Linked DNA regions of Mus musculus: region 2 is linked to region 1. A link is a contact called in public HiChIP or PLAC-seq data. All regions are on one chromosome and are shown on one strand. The core of a region is the stretch at or near the end of the contact, and the rest is flanking DNA. Distances in the headings are between cores, read along the strand shown. Region 1 has its middle 24 kb from the start of Gm46770. Region 2 has its middle 20 kb from the start of Cst3.

Region 1 (5,462 bases), core at 1,949-4,448:
GAGTTGGCACACATGGGACATTGATACGAATAAGACAAACCCCATAAAGTTATTAAGCAAGAGATCGAAGTGTAGTTCCCTCACCCTGTGTGACAGATTCTTGTTGTGCAGCTCACATTGTCCTTGAATTTTTAATCTCATGTCTCTACCTCTCCAATGCCGTGATTACAGATATGCACCACAAAGCCTGGCTTGAGGGTTTTGACTACATAAAAGCAATTTGAAGATCTTCTCCATCTGATGAAATGAACAGGCAGTTCCCCAAAGAAGAAAAGCAAATGGCCAACAAGTACTTTTCAAAGTGTTTAACATCCCTAGTCATCAAAGTAATGCAAATTTAACTACCTTGAGGTAATACTTCACCCTAGTCAGAATGGCTATCACCCAGAAATCTAACAGCTAGTGCTGGCAGGGATGCAGAGAAGGAACACCTACCTACTCCTAGTGAGAATACAAACTAGTACAGACACTGTGTAAATCAGTATGAAGGCTTCTCAAAATATTAAGAGTTGAATATGACCCAACTGTACCACTCCTGATCATTCATATATATATATGTATATATATCACATATATAATATATATTATATATGAATTATATAATATGAAGTTTATATATGTGTGAATTATATATGTGAAATATATATATGTGTATATATATATATATATATATATATATAAGCTTTCTGTCTAAGCTCCACCCCACAGTTACCTGGCAACAGCCAGGTAGGTCTGACCCACTATAAAAGGGGCTGCATGGCCCCTCTTCTCTCTCTTGCTCTTCCTTTCCTGCTCCTGCCCTCTTCCCATTCCCATCCCCACTCTCTTTCTACATGCTCATGGTCGGTCTCTTCTTCTTTACTCCTCTACTTCTCTACTCTCTCGTTGTCTTTCTTTGCCTCTACTACCCTCTTAACTCCCCTCCCCATGCCCTTAATAAACACTATTCTACAGTATACCGTCGTGTGGCTGGTCCATCTGGGGGAAGCGATGCCTCATCATACCCCCCCCCCCCACACACACACACTTTATCTTTTTAAAAACACAACATTGGTGCCAACAATATATATGTGAATACATACATACACACACACAAACAAAAGGTCTCTAGATCCCATCATGGAGACACTTGCACATCCATGTTTATCACTACCCTATTTATGATACCAAGGAATTGAACCACCCTAGATGTCTGTCAACAGATGACTACATACTGAAAATGCAATACGCATACACAATGGATTTTTTTCAACTGTAAATTTCTCCACAGAGAAAGTGGGAGAGGACAAAAGGACTTGGCTGACCTGAAAGCAGGAGAGAAACTAAGGCAACAAGTCAGGGACTCAGAGATAGGGACATTTACTAAAATACACTTGGTTGAAAATGTCATAATATTTAATATGGTGTTTGCTAATTTTAAAAAATGAGAAAAAGGCAAAAACCTTCTTGCTATAAAAGGTTTCCTATCATCTTCAGGGACATGTTAAAATTTGGAGAATATATATATATATATATTTACATCTGTCTTTAAAAGTTGATTATATGAAGGAATTCTGAATTACTGTTAAAAAAAAGGATTAGCAACAGTGGGGGAGAAGTGACCAGGTTGCTCACAGTGGAAGGAGTTCCCCAGCCAATGCAAACATAATCGGAGTTCAGGGAAATCCATACTGGAACATCCATGAGGTAAGACCTTGGGGCTATCAGCTGGCAAGCATTAAAATGTGTGGTGATTTCAGATCTGAGCAGGTGTGGGAAACAGCTGTTTTCCTTGGGAGAGAACAAGTAAACACAGCTACTTTGAGAAAAGACACACACTTTGATTCAGTGAGCCCACTTCTCTGCATCCATTCTAAAGAAGCAGATGAATAGAGGGCCGTGCATGAAGATGTTTAGTGGATGTTTAGTGGAAGATGTTTAGTGGAACAGGAAGTCACAGGAGGCAGGGAATGCATGAGTGTGGGGCTATCCTTTTCCCCTGGTAGGACTCTTGCTGTATTTTCAGGTACTGAAAACAAATCACTAAGTAAACAGATTATTAGAGTGCAGAAGGCTGGGGGTGTGGTTTAGCAGCAGAGCACTTGCTGAGCGTATGAAGCATACATACAAGCTCAAAAGCTTATTTTAGATCTGTGTGTGGCTCAAAGGCTCAGAGCCTGTGATTCTACTACTTGGGAAGCAGACACAGGAGGATCCCCAAATTTGAGGTCATCCAGCATTACATAGTCAAATCCTGCTTCTAACGAGAGAGGAAGCAAAAAAGAGCATTACTCATGAGCTTACATTTTGTGGAAGGCAATTACACATGTAGGTTACATGAGGGAAAGAAAAATATGGAAGGATTAGTGGGTGAATGAGGTCACAGTAAAGCAGGATCATAGGCATTTCCAACTTCTTGTGTGTGTGTGTGTGTGTGTGTGTGTGTGTGTGTGTCTGTGTGTGTGTGTGTGTCTGTTTAATTAAAAAAATTTTTTTTACAAAAGTATAGGTTATAAATGCACTTTTTCTTTTTGTTCTTTTTGAGACAGTGTCTTGCTACAAAGCCCAAGTTGGCTTCAGGTGGTCTCAAACTCAATCTTCCTGCTTCAGGTTCTTGAATATTGGGGTCACAGGTGTGTGCAAGTATGTCTAGTGTTTACTACACTTTAAACAGGTGTTATCACCTAAAAATTGCCCTGGTTACTTGGACTGATTGTAGAGCATTTGGTCCTTGTGGGAGGGGCTCTTGGCCTGAAAGGGTTGGGGTCATGGGCTCTATTCTAGATTGTTCTCCATTGTGCAATAAACTCCATAACCAAAAGCAAATTGGGGAGGAAAAGGATTATTTTTCACATGTGTGTGTTTTTATTGGTTATTTTATTTACTTACATTTCAAATGTTATCCCCATTCCTAGTTTCCCCTCCACAGATCCCCTATCCTCTCCTCCTTCCCACTGCCTCTATGAGGGTGCTCCCCCTACACCCCCTTCCTGCTCAGTGAACCTAGCATTTCCCTATCCTGGGTCATCAAGCTTTCACTGGACCAAGACACTCCCCTCCCAGTGATACCAGATAAGGCAAACCTCTGCTACATATCCAGCTGGAGTCATGGGTACCCCCTCTGTACTCTTTGGTCTGTGTGAGCTTTGGGGGTCCTGGTTGGTTGATACTCTTGTTCTTCCTATGAGGTTGCAAAACTCTTCAGCTTCTACAGTCCTTGCCCTAACTTCCCCATTGTGGTCCCTGCACTCACTCCAATGTTTGGCTGTGTACATCCGCATCTGTATTGGTCAGGAATTGGCAAAGCCTCTCAGAAGACAGCTGTATCAGGCTCCTGTCAACAACCATTTCTTGACATCTGCAATTGTGTCTGGGTTTGGTGTCTGCATGTGGAATGGATCCATAGCTAGGGCAGTCTCTGTATGCCCTTTCCTTCAGTCTCTTCTCCACTCATTGTCCCTGTATTTCCTTTAGACAGGAGCATTTCTGGGTTAAAATTTTTGGAGATGGATGGGTGGCCCCATCCCTCAACCGGGGTGCCATGCCTAACATCTGGATATGGTCTTGACAGGTCCTCCCTCCCCTTTGTGGGGTATTTCAGTTCATGTCATCCCTGTGGGGTCCTGGGAGGCTCATGCTTTCCTGGCATTTGGGACTTTCTGGTTGCTATCCCCATTTACCCATCTCCCCCCCCCCCATTGCTACACACCTCTGTTCAATTTCCTGACCTCTGTACATCTCCCCCCTTCTCCTCCCACACCTGATTCTTCCTCTTTTTCCCCTCCCCGACTTCTCTTCCTCCCAAGTCCCTCCCACCCTCTACTTCCCTTGATTATTTTGTTCCCCCTTCTAAGTAGGACTGAAGAGTCCACAATTTGATCTTCCTTCCTCTGAGCTTCATGTGGTCCATGAGTTGCATTGTGGGTATTTCACACTCTTTGTCTAATATCCACTTATCAATGAGTACATACCATGTGTGTTCTTATTTTATAATGAAATGTTCTATCGATATCTTCTAAATCCATTTGGTCCATAACTTCTGTTTCACTGTGTCTCTGTTTAGTTTCTGTTTCCATGATCTGTCCATTGATGAGAGTGGGGTGTTGAAGTCTCCCACTGTTATTGTGGGAGGTGCAATGTGTGCTTTGAGATTTAGTAAAGTTTCTTTTACAAATGTGGGTGCCCTTGCATTTGGAGCACGGATGTTCAGAATTTTGAGAGTTCTTCTTGGGAGATTTTTCCTTTGATGAATATGTAGCGTTGTTCTTTATCCTTTTTGACAACTTTTGGCTGAATAATTTTATGTGATATCAGAAAGGCTACTCCAGCTTATTTCTTGGGACTATTTGCTTGGGAAATTGTTTAAGGATTATTTTTCTTAAACTTCCAAGTCACCATCCACCAGTGAAGTCAGGGCAAAAATCTTGGAGGAGAACTGCTTACTGGTTTGCTCCCCTCTGCTTTTTTAGCCAGCTTTTTACACACGGAGAACTGCCTGCCCCAAGATGTATCATAACAGTGGGCTGGGCTCATCCACATCAACCACCAACAAAGAAAATGCCCGACAGACATGCCCACTGGCCAATCAGATCAAGACAATCCCCTAATTGAGACTCCTTTAATTACTATGGGTTGTTTCAAGTTGACCACTGAAGCTAAGTGGACAAGAGTCCTTTGGGGAATCTGAGGACAGCATACCTAAAAGAGGCTCCTCTGCCGCTTCCAGTGCCAGGGTCTTCCCTTCATTCCTGCATATAGGGGTGAAGTCAGTCATGTCTGGAAGCCTGAAGGCAACATGGGCTCTTCTATTGTCCACTGACTCAAACTCTTCATGGCCTTGAGGGCATTTGAAGTACAACAAACCCAAGGTGGTGGTAAGCATCCAGGCCAAACCCTTCCAGTTAATCCATCCCTATATCCCTGGCTACTGCCTATTGGGCATTTTAGACCCTGTTCACTCTACTCACTGGACCTCAAATCCACTAGCTCCTAGATCTGTGTCCAGAACTTAGAGGTTCTAGGCAGGAAAACCCCTCAGTCAGTGACCTCAGAAAGAGGTGTGAGCTGCAGAAGAGCATGGAGTGGTCACAGAGACTAGCCACAGCTGGTGGCATAAGAGTAGGAGCTTCCGTTGAGGTGACAGAATGGATATTTGAGACAAGGAGGAGCTGGCAGGGACAAGGCGGTATCCTGAACATCAAATCAGCACATACAAATGAGGAAAGATAAAGACACTCCTTTACCTTGATCTTTTAAATGACAGGATACATGGGATTTTGGTAGGAAGTCACTCCCTTGTGTAGACAGGATTGGATGGGAAAGATGGCTAAGAAAGGGAATATATGGATATGATGGCTACATGTGTGTTTGCTAATGTACCTCTGAAACTAACTTGATGTGGGTAGGAAGTGACTGTGAAGGGGATGTGGAAGATGACTTCTATGTCTACACAGGAGAAACTGGTGGGAGTGTTGCCATGGTGA
Region 2 (5,462 bases), core at 1,291-3,790, 310 kb before region 1:
ATTATAATAATAATAATATAATAACAACAATACAGAGCAATCATACAAAGCAGAAATGGGTTTCAGTTTTTACAGCCTCAGGCATAAGAGAAGCTTGGCTTGCTACATTTCTGGTTGATTATCTTCCTAGTTTTTTGGAGTTTTCTAGGATAGTGAGAAGTGGTTGAACCTTGATGATTATGTAGAGACAAGTTAATCCCCAGCTCTTTTGATTAGACACTGCAGTTTCTTCCTTCATCCATAGCACCATTATGGAGGGCCCCAGTGTTCTCTGACCACATGTTTGGGCATAACCTGTTGTTCTTCCCAGAAAGCTGTGAGTGAATGGAGTGATAGCCTGACGACTTTTGCACTCAGTGTGGTTCAGACCATACCTCTTCCTCCCCACACCCTTATCATGAGATTATTTTCCTTCACTCAATCTATAGAACCTATCTTTATAGAAAGTGTCCCTTATATTTTAATGTAGTCACACCGGATTGTTATTCAGTTTACTTATTTAGCATAACCTCCATCTGCTGCCAAGCATGCACCTATAGCCTCATGGGGTGTTCCCTATGATCGGCTGACTGAAGAAGAGAAGACTAGGGCCTGGTTTACTGATGGCTCTGCACATTACAAAGGCACCACCCAGAAATGGACAGCTGCAGCATTACAACCCCTTTCCGGGACAACCCTGAAAGCCACAGGTGAAGGGAAATCTTCACAGTAGGCAGAACTTCGGGCAGTACACATGGTGTAACTGTTTGGAAGAAGAAATGGCCAGATGTACAATTATTCATTGACTCATGGGCTGCAGCCAATGGATTGGCTGGATGGTCAGAGACTTGGAAAGATCATGATTGGAAAATTGGTGAGAAAGACATCTGGGGAAGAAGTATGTGGATAGATCTCTCCAAATGGGCAAAGGATGTGAAAATATTTGTGAACCATGTAAATGTTCACCAAAAGGTGACTTCAGCTGAGGAGTAGATAAGATGACCCACTCTGTGGACAGTCAGCCTCTTTCCCCAGCCATCCCTGTCATTGCTCAATGGACACATGAACAAAGTGGACATGGTGGCTGAGATGGAGTTTATGCTTTGCCTCAGCTATGCTTCCACTCACCAACGCTGACCTGGCTACAGCTGCTGCTGAATGCCAGATCTGCCAACAGCAGGTTCCTCACGGAGAGTTATGTATGCTTGATTGTGTACAAGGCATCAAGTTAATTATAACCAGGAAAGTTTACAGTGAATTGTACTGGGCTGAAATGTGCATAAAACTCAGGGTCAGACTCCCAAAATTTGAACCAACCCCAGCTGCTTAGTCACGCTGAGTCAAATTACCTTTTTAGCTCCTGCAGATCACTACTCTGCTGACCATGGTGGTCGTAGAGACATACGCCAACCCACCACAACTCACTAGTCAGGTGAGGCTTTCAGAGGGACCACTTACTTGAAACAGGAACATTCTAGGACAAAGGCTACAAGGTCAAGTATGATTTTTTTTTTCTGGGAACACAGAAGACATGTGTAGACATTGTCAGAAAATCGCTACCAGACTTTGGTTTAGGCCCTTCCATCTACTTTCAACCCTTCCTGGAAACCCAGAAGTTCTTAAAAGTTTACAAGAAGAGTGAAGGCCCAGGTCTGTCACTGGAATTATAAACCTAGAGTCTATATTTGGAGGAGTTTCTAATCCTGGGTCTTTCTGTTGGAAGTGCTCAGAACATTTTGTAAGTATCAGTTATCTACTGCTGCATATGAAACCACTCCAAAATTAGTGGTTTAAAGTAACAGAATTTGTTGTTTTACAGTTTCTCACAGCCCTGCAGCTGTCAGGGTGGCTTTTCTTCTGCTCTCTCCTGAGCCCATCACAGGGCTGCATTTAAGTGGCTGTTCCACCAGGGAACAGCTATCTCTTTCCTACTAGGTCACAGCTGCAGGAGGCATCGATGGTATTTCACTACATGGGGCAGCATTCCAGGAGCTGCTAGATGCAAACATGCTATACTGTCAATCTTGTAAAAGCATGTGTGTGTGTGTGTGTGTGTGTGTGTGTGTGTGTGCAGTATATACAGTATATTTACATATTCTTGGTTTATGTAAATATACTGTAATATTCACAACACAAAATCACCAAATACCGCTTTTCTCAGAATGTGTATCCATAATTAAGTTATATTACAGCGCTTATCAGATAATTCACAGGCCCTTGATTTGCCTCAGTAGGTAAAGATTATTGCTTCCAAGCTTTAGAGCCTACATTCAATCGCCAGGACACATATGGTAGAAGAAGTCAGCAACAGAATGTATGCCTTCCTATTACAAAACCCAAAACATGGCTAGTAGAACTCACTGAGAAAAAAGGTATTGATCCTAAAAGGCTCTTTCTAGGATTCAGTGTCATACTAGTAATAAAACCAAAGGTCAAATCCGGCAGAGTGCTTTTCCTCACACCCTAGTGAGAATGATTTTTGTGGTTTGGTTTGGTTTTGTGTGTAAGTGCTTTGCCTACATGTATGTCTGTGTACTGTGTATATGCCTGGTGCCCAGAGACGTCAGTAGAGAGTGTCAAATCCCTGGAACTAGAATTACATATGTTCTGGGAACTGAATCCAAGTCCTCTGCAAGATTAGCAAGTGCTTTTAACCACAGAGCCATCTCTCCATCCCCAGCCTCAACCTCAGCCCCAGCCCCAGCCCCAGCCCCAGCCCCAGCCCCAGCCCCAGCCCCAGCCCCAGCCCCAGCCCCAGCCCCAACCTCAGCCCCATCCCCAAGAATGATTTTTAACTTTTCTCCATTACTACAAACTGGGAATCTTTCTAGTATGTCACAACTTTCTTTCCTAATGTAACCACAGTGGCAGTACACATTGTCCTCATTTGATACCAGTCTTCTGAAAATCCTGAAACAAGTGACAGTGCCAGTTCAAACACAGTTCTGGGTTCCAGTGGACCTGGTCGTTGCAGGGTGTGTCCACAGCTTGTTTTCCAAAGATCCATTTGTTTCTGCTGCCCTTCACTGAATGTGAGGAACTGTGGGTGTGTCATCCACAGCTCACCTGTGTGCAGAAGCATCTTAGATATAACATGTAGGAAGGGAATCAGAGAGAAGGCAAACAGCTTACTGCAAAGGTGTTGTCTTGGGAGAAATGTACACTGGAATGTTGGGAACAGGAGGCATGGGTGTCACAGGGTTAGGTAAAGTTTTAGGTGATTCTAGGGTATCTGAAGCTGGACTGTCCCATCCAAACTGACAGTCACTGACTAAGGTCCATCTTGAAGGAGACCTGGGCTTACCTCCGGGAAAGAAGCTCCTCTTGTCGCAGACCAAGGCCTCTGGAAAGGGTTAGAGTATTCTGGGCCCAGATGCACAGCCTAGTGAGCAGCAGCAACTTGCTCTGATGGAAAGAGTGCCCCTGATGACACTAGATGGGAAACTGGCTGTTCACAAAACACCCAAACAGGGAACCTAAGTGTCACTGAGGCTACTAACTCCTGAGCCTCATTGCCCTGCCCTGAGACCTGAGAGAACTCCCTGGGAACAGTATGATGAGCAGAACATTGAAGAAAATACTGACACCAGCCTTGATCAGCACACACTTGGCTGACAACATGCAGTGCTATTGTATTTCCTCAAGTTTTCACCAGCATCTTCCCTAGGGCCTCCACCTTGAGTTCAGAGATAATACCCGTGGAGCAATACTTCGTTGCCCATGCAGGAATGTCTTTTGAATCATTTATTTTCTTGTGGAGGCGTTCTGATCCATTCTTTTTCTTCACAAGCATATCTATCCATATCAAGAGACTTGGTGGACTTCACCCAAGGTCATAAGCACACAATCACACATTGGCAATGATCCCATTAATTGTTCACTGCTACTATATATTGCTAGTCTGATCTTTCTTATCCTTTCCTTGGAGGACCAGTGTTTGGGAAAATGGAGTAAAATTGGAAAAGAAAGTGAATTCAGAGAAATAAAAACACAAAAAGAGGTACTGTTGCCACATTTAGAGTTTACAGAAGGGAGGCTGAGAAGCGCTCAAAGTTCCATTTCAGTCTCACAGTTTGCAATTAACAAACAACATGAGGTAAAAATAAAACTGTAAACGAGAAACTCTCTCTATCTAGCCACACCTACACCTCTTACTAGGCTCCCAATTTTCATCATTTAAACTCTAATAATGCCATAAAGATGTTGGGTACATAACTATATAGAACACCCAGACTCCTCACAGTTCTGATCCTTCAAGGCCAAATCCAGTTGTAACCTTCTCCTCCCTTGTATTGCTGTAGTTCTGTGATCCTAACTGCCCCAAGTCTTCCCTGCACCTGGGTCCAATTAAAAAGCACCAGGGTACATGATGCCCCTACCCATCTAGTTCCTAACAGATATAAATCTCAAACCTTCACTCAAATAAAGCAAATTTGTGTTGGGATTTTTTTTTCAGCTATGTGATAATAATGACAATATCAACAGAGCTTTCCAAGTTTCCACGTGAGTTCAGGTGTGGAGACAGATTCCAAGGAACTGGGGTAGACAGGATATATGGAAGAGGCCAAGTAAAAATGTCATACCTCCCTAGTAGAGGCTCAGGCTAGCTGAATTTGTGTAAGGACATGTCAGTATGTGTGTACAAACTCTATGTGGCTTTCTCTCTGTGCCAAGCTATCATTTTCTTTTTTTTCTTTTTTTTAATTAGGTATTTTCTTCATTTACATTTCCAATGCTATCCCAAAAGTCCCCCAACATTCCCCTACCCACCCACTCCCACTTCTTGGCCCTGGCGTTCCCCTGTGCTGAGGCATATAAAGTTTGCAAGACCAAGAGGCCTCTCTTCCCAATGATGGCCAACTAGGCCATATTCTGCTACAGCATTTTCTAAAGTTTTAATTAAACCAGGGTTTGTGGAGATTTAATTTTTTCCTTTCAAAGCCTCATCAAGCAAAGGAAGAGTTCTATGTTACTTTGCAGCATTAGAGGTGTTGATGGCTTTTCATTTTCACATGAGTCACTTCCATAAGAAAGTTTCATTATCACTCAAGTTCCAACCAAAGGTGATGCTCATGGGCATCAAGCAAATATGGTCATATTTGGCCAAAGGTCATTTGCTCCACTGATGCAATCTGAACTTCTACATAAGTAGCTGGAAAGGGAATGTACAGGATGAGTGTCCATGTAACATCTCCCTTTTCATTTACATTGAGGCACCTATTTGTAAAGGTCAGTGTCTGATTACAGAGGCTATTACATAGTTTTTTGTATAATTTTAAAAATGTGACGTGTGTAACTTTAATCCTTTGTTACAAAAACTAATTAACACTGGCCTAAGTGCTGATTTGAAATGCTATTTTGTAAGGTTTGGATGTAAATAAGAGAGGTTGGCTGTTTGTATATGTGTGAGACATAGCTTCTTCCACTGCTGTTTGTTTTTAACTTGAGGTACTTCCTGTGTGCTTTTATATTAGAGTTGTTCC

The links. HiChIP or PLAC-seq counts read pairs in DNA pulled down with a chosen protein or histone mark.
Region 2: a contact with region 1 is called in an H3K27ac HiChIP or PLAC-seq map of bone marrow-derived dendritic cells, with 4 times the contacts expected there. The contact joins two enhancer-like sites. A contact is called at or near these places in 2 of 484 Hi-C or Micro-C datasets (both in embryonic stem cells) and 1 of 115 datasets of contacts at active chromatin or transcription factors (bone marrow-derived dendritic cells).

The regions. Positions count from the first base shown.
Region 1 is chr2:148,583,652-148,589,113 of GRCm38.p6, reverse strand. No RefSeq gene overlaps it. Among named protein-coding and RNA genes, the nearest start is that of Gm46770, 24 kb to the right of the region's middle. Within about 2 kb of position 3,198, at least 29 of the 459 cell types and tissues checked have an H3K27ac peak or open chromatin away from gene starts, as enhancers often do. A contact at or near this core is called in bone marrow-derived dendritic cells, where this site is marked.
Region 2 is chr2:148,892,854-148,898,315 of GRCm38.p6, reverse strand. No RefSeq gene overlaps it. Among named protein-coding and RNA genes, the nearest start is that of Cst3, 20 kb to the right of the region's middle. Within about 2 kb of position 2,540, at least 8 of the 459 cell types and tissues checked have an H3K27ac peak or open chromatin away from gene starts, as enhancers often do. A contact at or near this core is called in bone marrow-derived dendritic cells, where this site is marked.